Regions from separate parts of the Mus musculus genome. Here region 1 is linked to region 2. The links are chromatin contacts, called in public promoter capture Hi-C maps. All regions are on one chromosome and are shown on one strand. Each heading gives the region's core, a stretch centred on a gene start, on an enhancer-like site or on the middle of the called end of the contact. The rest is flanking DNA. Distances are from core to core; before and after follow the strand shown. Region 1 holds the start of Mrps28 (mitochondrial ribosomal protein S28). Region 2 holds the start of Pex2 (peroxisomal biogenesis factor 2).

What was found. Promoter capture Hi-C pulls out the DNA fragments that hold promoters and counts their contacts.
Region 1: a contact with region 2 is called in a promoter capture Hi-C map of pre-B cells, with 9 times the contacts expected there. The contact joins the promoter of Mrps28 here to the promoter of Pex2 in region 2. A contact is called at or near these places in 1 of 39 promoter capture datasets (pre-B cells) and 1 of 115 datasets of contacts at active chromatin or transcription factors (astrocytes).

Annotation. Positions count from the first base shown.
Region 1 is chr3:8,921,746-8,926,837 of GRCm38.p6, forward strand. Mrps28 (mitochondrial ribosomal protein S28) reads right to left here and starts at 2,112. Exons shown (of 3, transcript NM_025434.3): 1 at 1,842-2,112. The coding sequence starts at 2,051. It overlaps Gm52601 (a long non-coding RNA gene), which reads right to left and starts at 1,827. Exons shown (of 2, transcript XR_003954436.1): 1 at 1,729-1,827; 2 at 1-638. Tpd52 (tumor protein D52) reads right to left here. Exons shown (of 6, transcript NM_001025262.2): 6 at 4,785-5,092.
Region 2 is chr3:5,572,772-5,577,639 of GRCm38.p6, forward strand. Pex2 (peroxisomal biogenesis factor 2) reads right to left here and starts at 3,477. Exons shown (of 4, transcript NM_001267715.1): 1 at 3,267-3,477.

The sequences.
Region 1 (5,092 bases), core at 862-3,361, 3.3 Mb after region 2:
TGTCACAAAATGAAGCTTCCAGTCACAGGATTGTGTTACATCTGACTGAGCTGCTAGCCAAAGGGATCCACGAGAAGCCTCAAGCAACTGAAGCTGTTGCCAAAACTGTAGGCTGCTCTCCACAAACTGACAGCAAGGCCCACTGCTGAAGACAACACCTACTTATTGAACATGGAGAACACTGAACGTGGCCGGTGCCTAAATAAAGTCTTCACCCTTATGTTTTAAAGTTAGTCTACAGGCTTCTAAAAGAGAAATATAAACACCAACCCAGCCACAAACCCTTTGATCTAAAATGGTGTCCTGTCTGCAAGATATGCTGGTATTACAAAGCTTGTGGAGTAACCAACCAATATCTGGTTTGACTTATGAAACCCATTCCGAACACTGCTTGAGGGACCTCGGGTAAATCCAAATACTACTGTTCTTAAAAAAGAAAAACAATGTACCAATAAAATTATTCTTAATACGATTCTGTATGCTCATAGATCAGTGTCTTGCTCAGTCATCATCAGAGAAGCTTCCTCCTGCAGCAGTTGGGAACTCATACAGACGCCCTCAGCCAGACAGTATTCAGAGGTGGAACATCCTGTCCTAACAGGGATGTCTCCATCATATCCCTCCACTCAGTGTGAGCCCTAAAGAAGAGGAGATGGGAATGGTATAAGAGCCAAAAGGTTGTGGAAGACACCAAGAGAACAAGGCTCTCTAAATCAACATGAACAAAGCTGGCAGAGACTGGAAAGCACTCACAGGGCTTGCACCAGGCCTACCCCAGGTCCTCTAAAGTGTGTCGCGGCTTCCAGCTTCTATGGGACTCCTGAGTGTGTGCACAAGTGCCTGTATTTCCTCCACCTCTCTTGAGCTCTTTAAATTCTATTTGTTTTGTCCAATTCTAATATGTTAAGTTTTTGTTATCTTTTTATATTTTCATTTTCTTATTTTAAAAGAACTCCTAGTGCCCTATAAGTAAAAATTTGTGTTTTAAGCCACTACATGTGGCAAAAATCTCAAAACTATGTCCTGGGGTCCTTCCCATCACTAGATCAAAGAAAAGTTTTGGCACTCAAAACTAAGATGACCCTACAATCCTGAGAAATAGCTACATGTGTACTGTTCAGCAATACCCACTAGAGAACAAAAACTGGAAATTCAGATTTTTCTTATATAACCCAACCTCATGTATACCCGAGTCTCAGAATTTTTAAAAATCCCAGCCTTTTGTATTTGCACTACTTCATGTATCTAAATTATTTTACAATGTTTTACACAAAGGGGGAAAAAACTATATTTTTAAAATAAAAGGTCACTTGCAATAAAGGAAAGTGAAACACTGACAGTTTAAATCATACGCCCAGTTCACAATAGCTTTAAGTGTCAATTCAATTAAGATGCTTGTGACAGGCCTCGAGCCGCCTTGTGGCAAGGCTAAGACCTGGAGTCGTTTTCCTCCAAGTCTGACGGGTCGCCCCACAAACCCGATGGATACCTGGCCCAGAATGTGTCACAAAGGTATGCAGAGAGAACCCACAGGAGCGTAAAAGCCATGGAAAAGGAAGAAAATATTAATCACACGCTCTGCTGCAGGTCAAGGGTAGAAAGCTACCCCCGCCGCTCCAGTCGCTCCTCTCCTCATCCCTAAGTCACCGGCATAGCCCATGACAAGAAGGACAGAATTCACCCCCAACCCACGCTGGCCCCTCCCTGGAGTCGCCGCCTGAGCCCCACCCCAACACCGACGGGCTCCCGCCCCACCACGCCGGCTCCTCCCAGCGTCCCGGGCTTAGCCCCTCCCCACGCTCGGCCCGGCGTGCGGACGTGGCGCCGCGAGGCCTGCTTACCAGTCGGAGCTCCGCCTTCCGCTGCAAGTCCGAGTGTCGCTCCAGAGCGCTCGCGAAGCCGCCTGAACGCGCCCGAGGAGCGGAGGAGTCGTGGGTTGCGCTCTCGGAACCACTCTCCGTGCTTGCATTTCGCAAAGGCTTGGAGAAGACAAGCGCTCTCAAGAAACGGCTCCCAGCAGTCCCGGCGTGGGACCTACACAGCGCCGCCATGACGCCTGCGCGACCTCTGACCTCTTCTGCACGCTTGCAGGTCAGGGGGCGGGCCGAGGAGAGCCCCGCCTACCGCCTTAATCCCAGGCGAGCCTACTAGTCCGGTAGTTTAAAGCTTGCCTCCCGCGGACGCCAGAGAGCGCATGCCTCCTGAGGGACGGGGTGACGCTACAGCTGCTGTACTACACGGTCTTCAGAGGTCTCCTTCGTTATCCTGTTAGAGTTGGAAGCCCTATGCTCACCAGCACCTCCTGTGCCTTCGTTACTCAGCACTTTCGAATGCGTCATGCTTTAGATTTGAAATAATTCTTAGTGTTCACCCTCCAGTTTTGTAAACTCCAGGAAGGAAGGAGAGATTGCCTTTGCAAATGGGCACAAAGTTGTTCCTAAAACTGATGGTAGGTCTGTCCTTGGCCACTTCTGTTGCCAGTCACATGCATTACAAAACCCAACAGAAGTTTTATCCTAGCTAGCTACCATCATTTCCTGTGAATTAAGCTTCAGAAATATGCTCAGGCGTAGCACTTCCACGCTCCCATACCCAAACACTTGATATTGTTTGTTTCTCCCCAGTGTAAATCCCCAGAATTTGTCCATCCACTTAAGAATCGAACCTAGTTGCAAAAGTGTTTGCCTTTTAAGTGGACCACTAGTCTAATCAATGTAATGTTAACCTACAGATTACTAAATCCAAGGGCGGGTGTCAGTTTTCTATGTCATTTGTACATAAATATCTTTTTTCCCCTTATCGAGGTCTCATGTAACCCATACTGGCCTTGAGCTCACTGCGTAGTTGAGGGTGACCCTCATCATCTGACCCTCCTGCTTCTCCCTGAATGATGGGACTTTACAAGTACTGTCACTACCAGGGCCAGGACAGAACCTCTTTTATGTCTTTGACTCTTAGTGTAAGTCTTCCTCAATGCTGCAGGTCTATTTTGACCTTAGAATGATGCATAGTTTTGTGGATAACTTACCACTCCGCATTACTAGTCACTGTAGGGAGTATCTCACAAATTCAGTAGGAGCCTGAAAAGTAGATTCCGCTTCAAGTGAGATCTCATTCTGCATACGCTCATTTCTGCTGACACTTAAGTGGATTCTTGTCGAAAATGTCAATCTCTATGGCTACTACCACTTTCAGTTCCTTTCGGAAACAGTGTAGCAAATTGTAGAGCTCCCTTTAAGAGCCCTCAGCAGTCTCAAGTAAGGAACTTTCATCCTGGGCAATCCAGTATCCCCGTGCAGATTTGGTTTTTCTGCTTGGGAAAGCAAGCTGCTCAGCAGTGCCAAGTTTAAAGAACTGCTTTGCAAACTTAAACTGTATCACTTCCAGTGCTTGTCTGGCATGGCAAGGCCCTAGGTTCAATCTTCAGGATAAACCCTCCATCTGGATGAACAGAACAAATGAAGTCCCATCTTTAAATCCAACAGACATGTTATATTCGTGTTGCCTAAGCTAGTGAATAACCCTGAAAGCCAGGCAGCGCCATGGGGAGGGGCTCTTAGTCTTCCTAGTGATATATGTACGCTCAGTGGACTCGTCTTGAAGCTCCCAACTTAAGAAGTATCAAATGAAATTAGAAAAGTGAGGATTCACAGGGCAGTGGTGATATACAACTTGAATTCTATCCCTCAAGAGGAAGAGGCAGAGGAATGTCTCGGAGTTTGAAGCCAGCCTGGTCTACAGAGCATCTTCAAGGCCAGCCAGGGCTATACAGCAAAATCCTGTCTCAAAATTACTTAAGAGAAGAAGAGGAGAGAGGAAGGAGGAGGGAGGAAGGAGAGAGTGGAGATTCATAGCAAACCATTTTAATTGGAATTTCTTTATACAGTGGATTGTGCTCATCTGAGAAGCCATAGGTTGTCAATAAAAAGCCTAACACCAGGTTTGGGACACCTCCCCTCAAGCTGATGGTCAGGGTTTTCCTGGAGACACCTGGCACAATACAGACAACTGTCCCTGCACTTGTTTGCATATCAGGACAGGGCAGTAAAACTCTGCTGAAGACACTATACATTCTGGTCACAGACTATGAAGAAACCAAGTTGGCCCACAAAACTTGGTTGGTACTCTCAGTGTACTAGGACATGCTGTGTGGGCTGAAATCATCAGCTGTGAACCCTGTGAACTCGAATAACAACCAGCATGGCAGAAGATGACCAGGGGTACAGTGTTGGCATGAATGCTATGAGAGTAAGCAAACACTTCTTGGACTTTTAAGGCCTACTCCACAGGAGATGGAACCAATCCAGTTACTGCAGATCTGGCCAAAAACTATGATTTTGCTAAACAGATATACTATCAAGCTGCCCTATAAATTCCTCTCTACTCACAGGTGAGTGCAGCTCGAAGGCCTCACCAGCAAAGTTTCTTTGTGCAGTGGATGGTAGTTAACACAGAAACAACTGGTCCAAGTTGCACAGCCTGTGGAGAGCTCCACCACAAATGGCCACAAATCCACATCACCACTCCATCATCCCAAGGCTCAGGGACCATCCTGGAGGAGCTGGTACAAAGATTATTAAGACCCAGTGGTCAGAGAGGACCAAAGCGCAAGTGCTTTCTGCAATGACAGGATCCCTACAATCATGAACTCTCAGCAGCTGTGTTGCCTGAGTGGGACCTGCCAGATCAAGACAATCGAGCTTCTAAATAGACTGGGAAGTAGCTCGTGAGCCCCACCCAACTGAATGGTTCAAAATCCGATAAATGACAGCACAAATTAGAATGGATTATTAAAGTTTATTGCTGGGGGTAGGGAGGTAGAAGCAGATCAGGGAAGTAGTTAAGGGGGAAAGTTAGTGCATATGATTAAAACATATGCAATCCTCAAAGATACTTACTTTTCAAACTGAAGTAACGAGGAGATGGGAATTTTGAGCTGGGAGTCAACCTGCACTAAGTAATGAGATCCTGTCTCAAAACAGTGTGTGGTGGGGCATGCATGTGATCCCTGTCTCTGGCAGATGGAGGTAGGATGGTCAGGGCTTCAAGGTCACCCTTTGCTACATAGCAAGATGGACAGCTTGAACTGTGT
Region 2 (4,868 bases), core at 2,227-4,726:
ACATTCCTCATTACCTGGGGGTGGGGGTGGGGGGGGTGGGGTGAAAAAAAATGTAAACAAAAAAAATTGTAATTTACAAGAAGTGTTTTCTCAAAGTTTGAAAAGAGCAGATAGAAAACAAGAACCCCTTTCCAATCAGAGACATGGTTATATAAAACTGACTTTAAAAAGCTGTAAAGAAAATATAGCAGGATATATGATAAGGGGACAGTTATAGGAAAATTAAAACAAAAATTAGAACTTAAAAGATTAATAACTACTATAAAGTCACCATGCTAGAAGTGGCAGAGTATGCTCTGTCCTGTGCCCTATACCAACAAGATGATGATGGCCCAGCAGTATAACTACTTGAAAGTGGCACTAGAGCACACACTGCAGGAATTATTTTCAAAGGCTATGTACGCCTAAAGTGCAGAGACACCAACTACAGCAAACGTCGATTCTAAGCATTCGCACAGACAGGTGAAATACCTGAAGAAAGCACATCTTCAAAGTATTCTAGAAATTCTGGGAGTTTTTGGATCAACTTGCTTAAGAGAAGAATTTCAAATGACTTCAAAATTATTAGAACATAGATTTAACTGCAATTTTTATGGTAAAAGAGAATGGGAAAATATCCCCAAATGAACAAAAAGGTATCAAGTATGGACAAGAAATTACCAAGTAAAACCTAATTGTACCAGACACTACATATTTCCTTTATTTTGTGTCCTGGAATCTGTCTAAAACAGTAGCTGTTATTATGTTACTTTTAAAACAAATATAATTTAAGGTCAAGTAACAATTAATAAATTGCTGGTAATCAATCCAAAATTTGTAGACAATAAACTTAGCTTTTTTGCTGTTGTTGTTGTTGTTCCTCAGGATCATTCAAAAGACAGATTTCATAACTAAGCTCTCCAAACTACAGATGAAGAAAGTAATTAAAGGAATGTGGTAAATCACCCAAGCTCCCATCCACATTCCCTCCCCTATACATTCCGTCAGGGACTCAATCAAAGGGCCTGAATGTCAAATCTAAAAAGAGTCTTCTCTGGGTAAAAAATGTGGTTTGATCATTTATTATGAATACAGAATTGTATGTAAGGTAGATATTATGCCAACACATCTCCAAACACAAGGGTTAGACAAGATAGAGACAGAATTACTTTGGAGTTCCTGGTTGATACATTTTAATAAGGACGGAAAGACAATTGGGTGGTATTTTATCTTTACTCACTCAGGAAAGAAATCTGAGCTCTGATAAAAATACATAATAAATACAGGAAAAAAAAAAGCTACAAAAAAAAAAAAAAAACCACCAAGAAACAAAAAACCCATTATAGAAAGGGACTTTTGACTGTCTTGAAGGAAATGGGCTGGAAAGGCACACAGTCCACAATGGGAAGGCCAGGAGATGACTACTCCTCTCCCCTTCTCCACTACCATGTATAAAACTCAGTTGAAATCGCTGCCAGGCTCACAGTCAAGGAGAGATGGAGCAGCTGAGGCTTTCCCCAAGGCTTCTCTCACATTCTCACGGCACGCAGGAGGGCCACAGAATACTTAGAAGTTACCTTTACTTCACAGGAAGAAGACAGGGACTACGTAGCCTACATTCCTGTTGTCCAACCAGGTTCACCAAGAATGGGGGAAAGGTGCAAGCAATCTCAAATGAACGTTGGTTCTGACATAAAAACTGATACAGCTCAGACTTTCTTTGTACTATAGGAACCTGAAAATTACTTAATGCCCTGCAGATCATATAGTGCTAGATCCCTAATTTTCCTAGACAAGGCATGACCAGCAAGTCTTCACATACCTTCAAGGCTCAGATATTGAATGGATCAAACAGAAAATTAATGCAAAGGCTTTGAAGACCTTCAATTTAAACAAAACAAGGATATTCAGTAGGAAGGGAAATGGGAATTATGAGTGATCAAAAAGACAGAATTAAACTTTTCTTATTTTTAAAAAATAAGATAGCATTGCCATGTTTGTCCCTTTTAAAAATAAGGAATACATAACTTTAGGATGCCAGAATAACCGGATGAATGCATACTGAAAACAATGAACAATTGTGCTAAGAAGAATTTTCATGCTGAGGAGCAAGTCAGATCATCGGGTCCAAGATGTGAACTAGATCCTTACAGGAACACTGTTGTAAAAGAACATATAAATAGCTGTGCTTGTTAAACGACAGTTGACAGCCGGCTTGCTTTGTCTCTCCTCTGCATGGCTTCAGGAAATTTCTACAAAAGTTCTTTTATGGAACAATTTTAAAGCCACAGATTGAGTGCTACCTCTAATTACTAAAGAAGAGAATTAGTCCAAAAGGTAGAGCTGGGCAGAAGCAAACTATAATCAAGACTAGAACTTAATTCTTTTCATGTTAGTGGCCTAGTATGCTCAGTTTCTTTACTTTTTAAAGAAAAAAAAGGGGGAGGGTCTTTTTTCCTACTAATTCTGACTCATTTTTCAATTCTCCTCATTCTGGATACAAGTAATTGATAGTACAAAAAGGATCAAGACAGTAACAGAAAGAAGCTACTCCAAATCCATTCTGTTCAGGTTTAACTAAAGGCCACACATTCCTGGAGGGTGTTTTGACTACAAACTGGTAAGGGTCGGGATGGGGGTCCTTAGTCATACACCAATTATCTAAAATAATCAAGATGAAAAATGTGGCAAAGGGTCCCACAGAATATTTGAAACCGATAGTCTGGGAAAGTTTCAATCCGTGAAAAGTTCTTTTGCTAAGTGTTGCTGTGTGAAAAATGGCACGTGAATAAACTACTGAACCAACAAAGACTTTTAAGGACTCCCCACAAAGAAGAGAAATGATTATAACATTCCTTATAGCAAACCAATGGATTGCAATGTAAGTCAGAAACTAACTTGTAAGAAAACCTTCCATAACTCTTGCCACGAAGACCAAGAATGGGCTGTTGGAAACGTTGAAAGTCCAAAACACTGAAAAACTCATAAACTACAAGAGATTCTTATTTAAGAGTTAAAGCACTCAATCTAGTACTGTTCTAAAGGCGAGGAGGCGCTTTCCGGGCTGTCTGCAGCGTCGCCGCGGGGCGTGCAGAGGCAGAAGCGTTGTCTGCGTGACAGCGTTAAACTAGAGGAAAACTAGGCGTCTGGCTTGCTTTACCGCCTTTGCGGAACCGAGACAGACTGAGCCACCGCGGCCTGCAGCCAAGGCAAGCTTCGCGACGCCGTCCTCGCAGAGCGTGCGGCCCGCGCGCCCTACGGCGGGGCGGCTGCGAGCGGACACTGACCTGCGGGGTCTGCGGGACGCCCGGGCGCCGCACGGCCGTTTCTCAAACAATCTCCGGAAAGCTGGGCATTCCGTGGCCGCATCTGGGTCGCCCTCACTTCCGGAATCTGCGGGCTTCCGGAGCGACGGAAGACCCGGAAGTGGCTGAAGAGAGAGCGGGGAATTACACCCAGAAGCAACACCGGGTCTGAGGAAAGCCGGATAAGGCCTGGCCACGGAAAATGCCGAGGAGCCGAAGGGACGAAGAGACGAAGGGACGAAGGGACGAAGGGAAGAGACGCCCAAGAGGACACTCCACGCACTGGGATTGGTCCGCAAAGCTGCCTCTGATTGGCAGAAGCGTCACCGAGCGGTCAGCGCGGGGTCAGGGCCGGGCGTGAAGAGGCTTTGCTGTCCCGGCCCAGAGGGAGGTCTGGGCTCTGCGGGCAGGCTCTGGGCCCAAGGACGCCGCTGACGGCCGCTGGACAAGTGCCGCCGGCTGGCGACCCGGCGCCTGCGCACCTGAGGGCCGGGGACTGACCTTGGGTCCTCCCGGTTGTCGGTCTGACCTTGTCCCCAGATGTGTGGCAGCACACTAGGTCCCCATCGGGCAGCCACTGGGGCAGAGGCTGCAGGCCACCCGATGGGAGGCAGGCCAGTGACAAGGAGCTAGAATGGCCTTGGCTGGGTGGGTTGGTCGGGAGGTACTTAGGAAATCAGGTAGAGCCTACCGAAGTTGTAAAGTCTTTTTAATGCTACCAACCCCGCCTGCATCCCCAGGCTCGTGGAGGTAGTGATACAAAAATACAATTGTCTCCAATGCCCCAAAACTTTTCATTGTATTTTGTTTCAGAAATTACCCAGAGCATCAGAGTTCTGTGCATGACACATGGACAGCATAAAGGAGGCGGTAATAAGAACCTCAGAATCATGCACTCAGTACAATTCTGATTCTTTGTTTTTTGTTTTTTAAATAATGTGTGTTTTTAAAAAAACAAAACAAACAAAAAAACCTTAGTATCTGGAGTATATTAAAGGAGAACTTGGGAGCAAAATTGGGTGGAAGACAAAGAAAGCAAACAAATCCCTTTTTAACAAGTAACCTGACAGTGTAGAAAACACTGTAGGAGGAGCTCCAGTTTGCTACAGTAGGTATGGAATACAGATAGGGACTGCAGGGATGTGTCTAGAGATGCACCAGTATACCCACCCCATGGTGACCACTATCTTCTTGTGATTGGTTTGAAATACAGCCTACTCTAACTGTAAGGTATGGACACGATTCTAAGACAGCTTAAAGGGATACAAAATACTCATCAATTTGATGCATTGGCCATTATATTGAAAGTGTTCCAAAAAATTTAAAGTAATGGGGTTCCTATTATTATGTAGGGAGCTGTTGTTCAAAATAGTGAATTCTCTTTGAAGAGCAAGGCTTTGACTTAGTTGTGTAGGAAGGTAGCCCAAGGTAGGCTGTGATAGACTGTTTAGGTTTTGGTGTTTTTTGCTTTTGATACGGGCTTTTGCAATGTAGCTCTATGGTTGGCCTCAAAGCACTTCTGTCTCAGCTGCTATGTGCTGGGAAGACAACTGCATATTTTCTTGCCTAGTTCACTTGATTTTT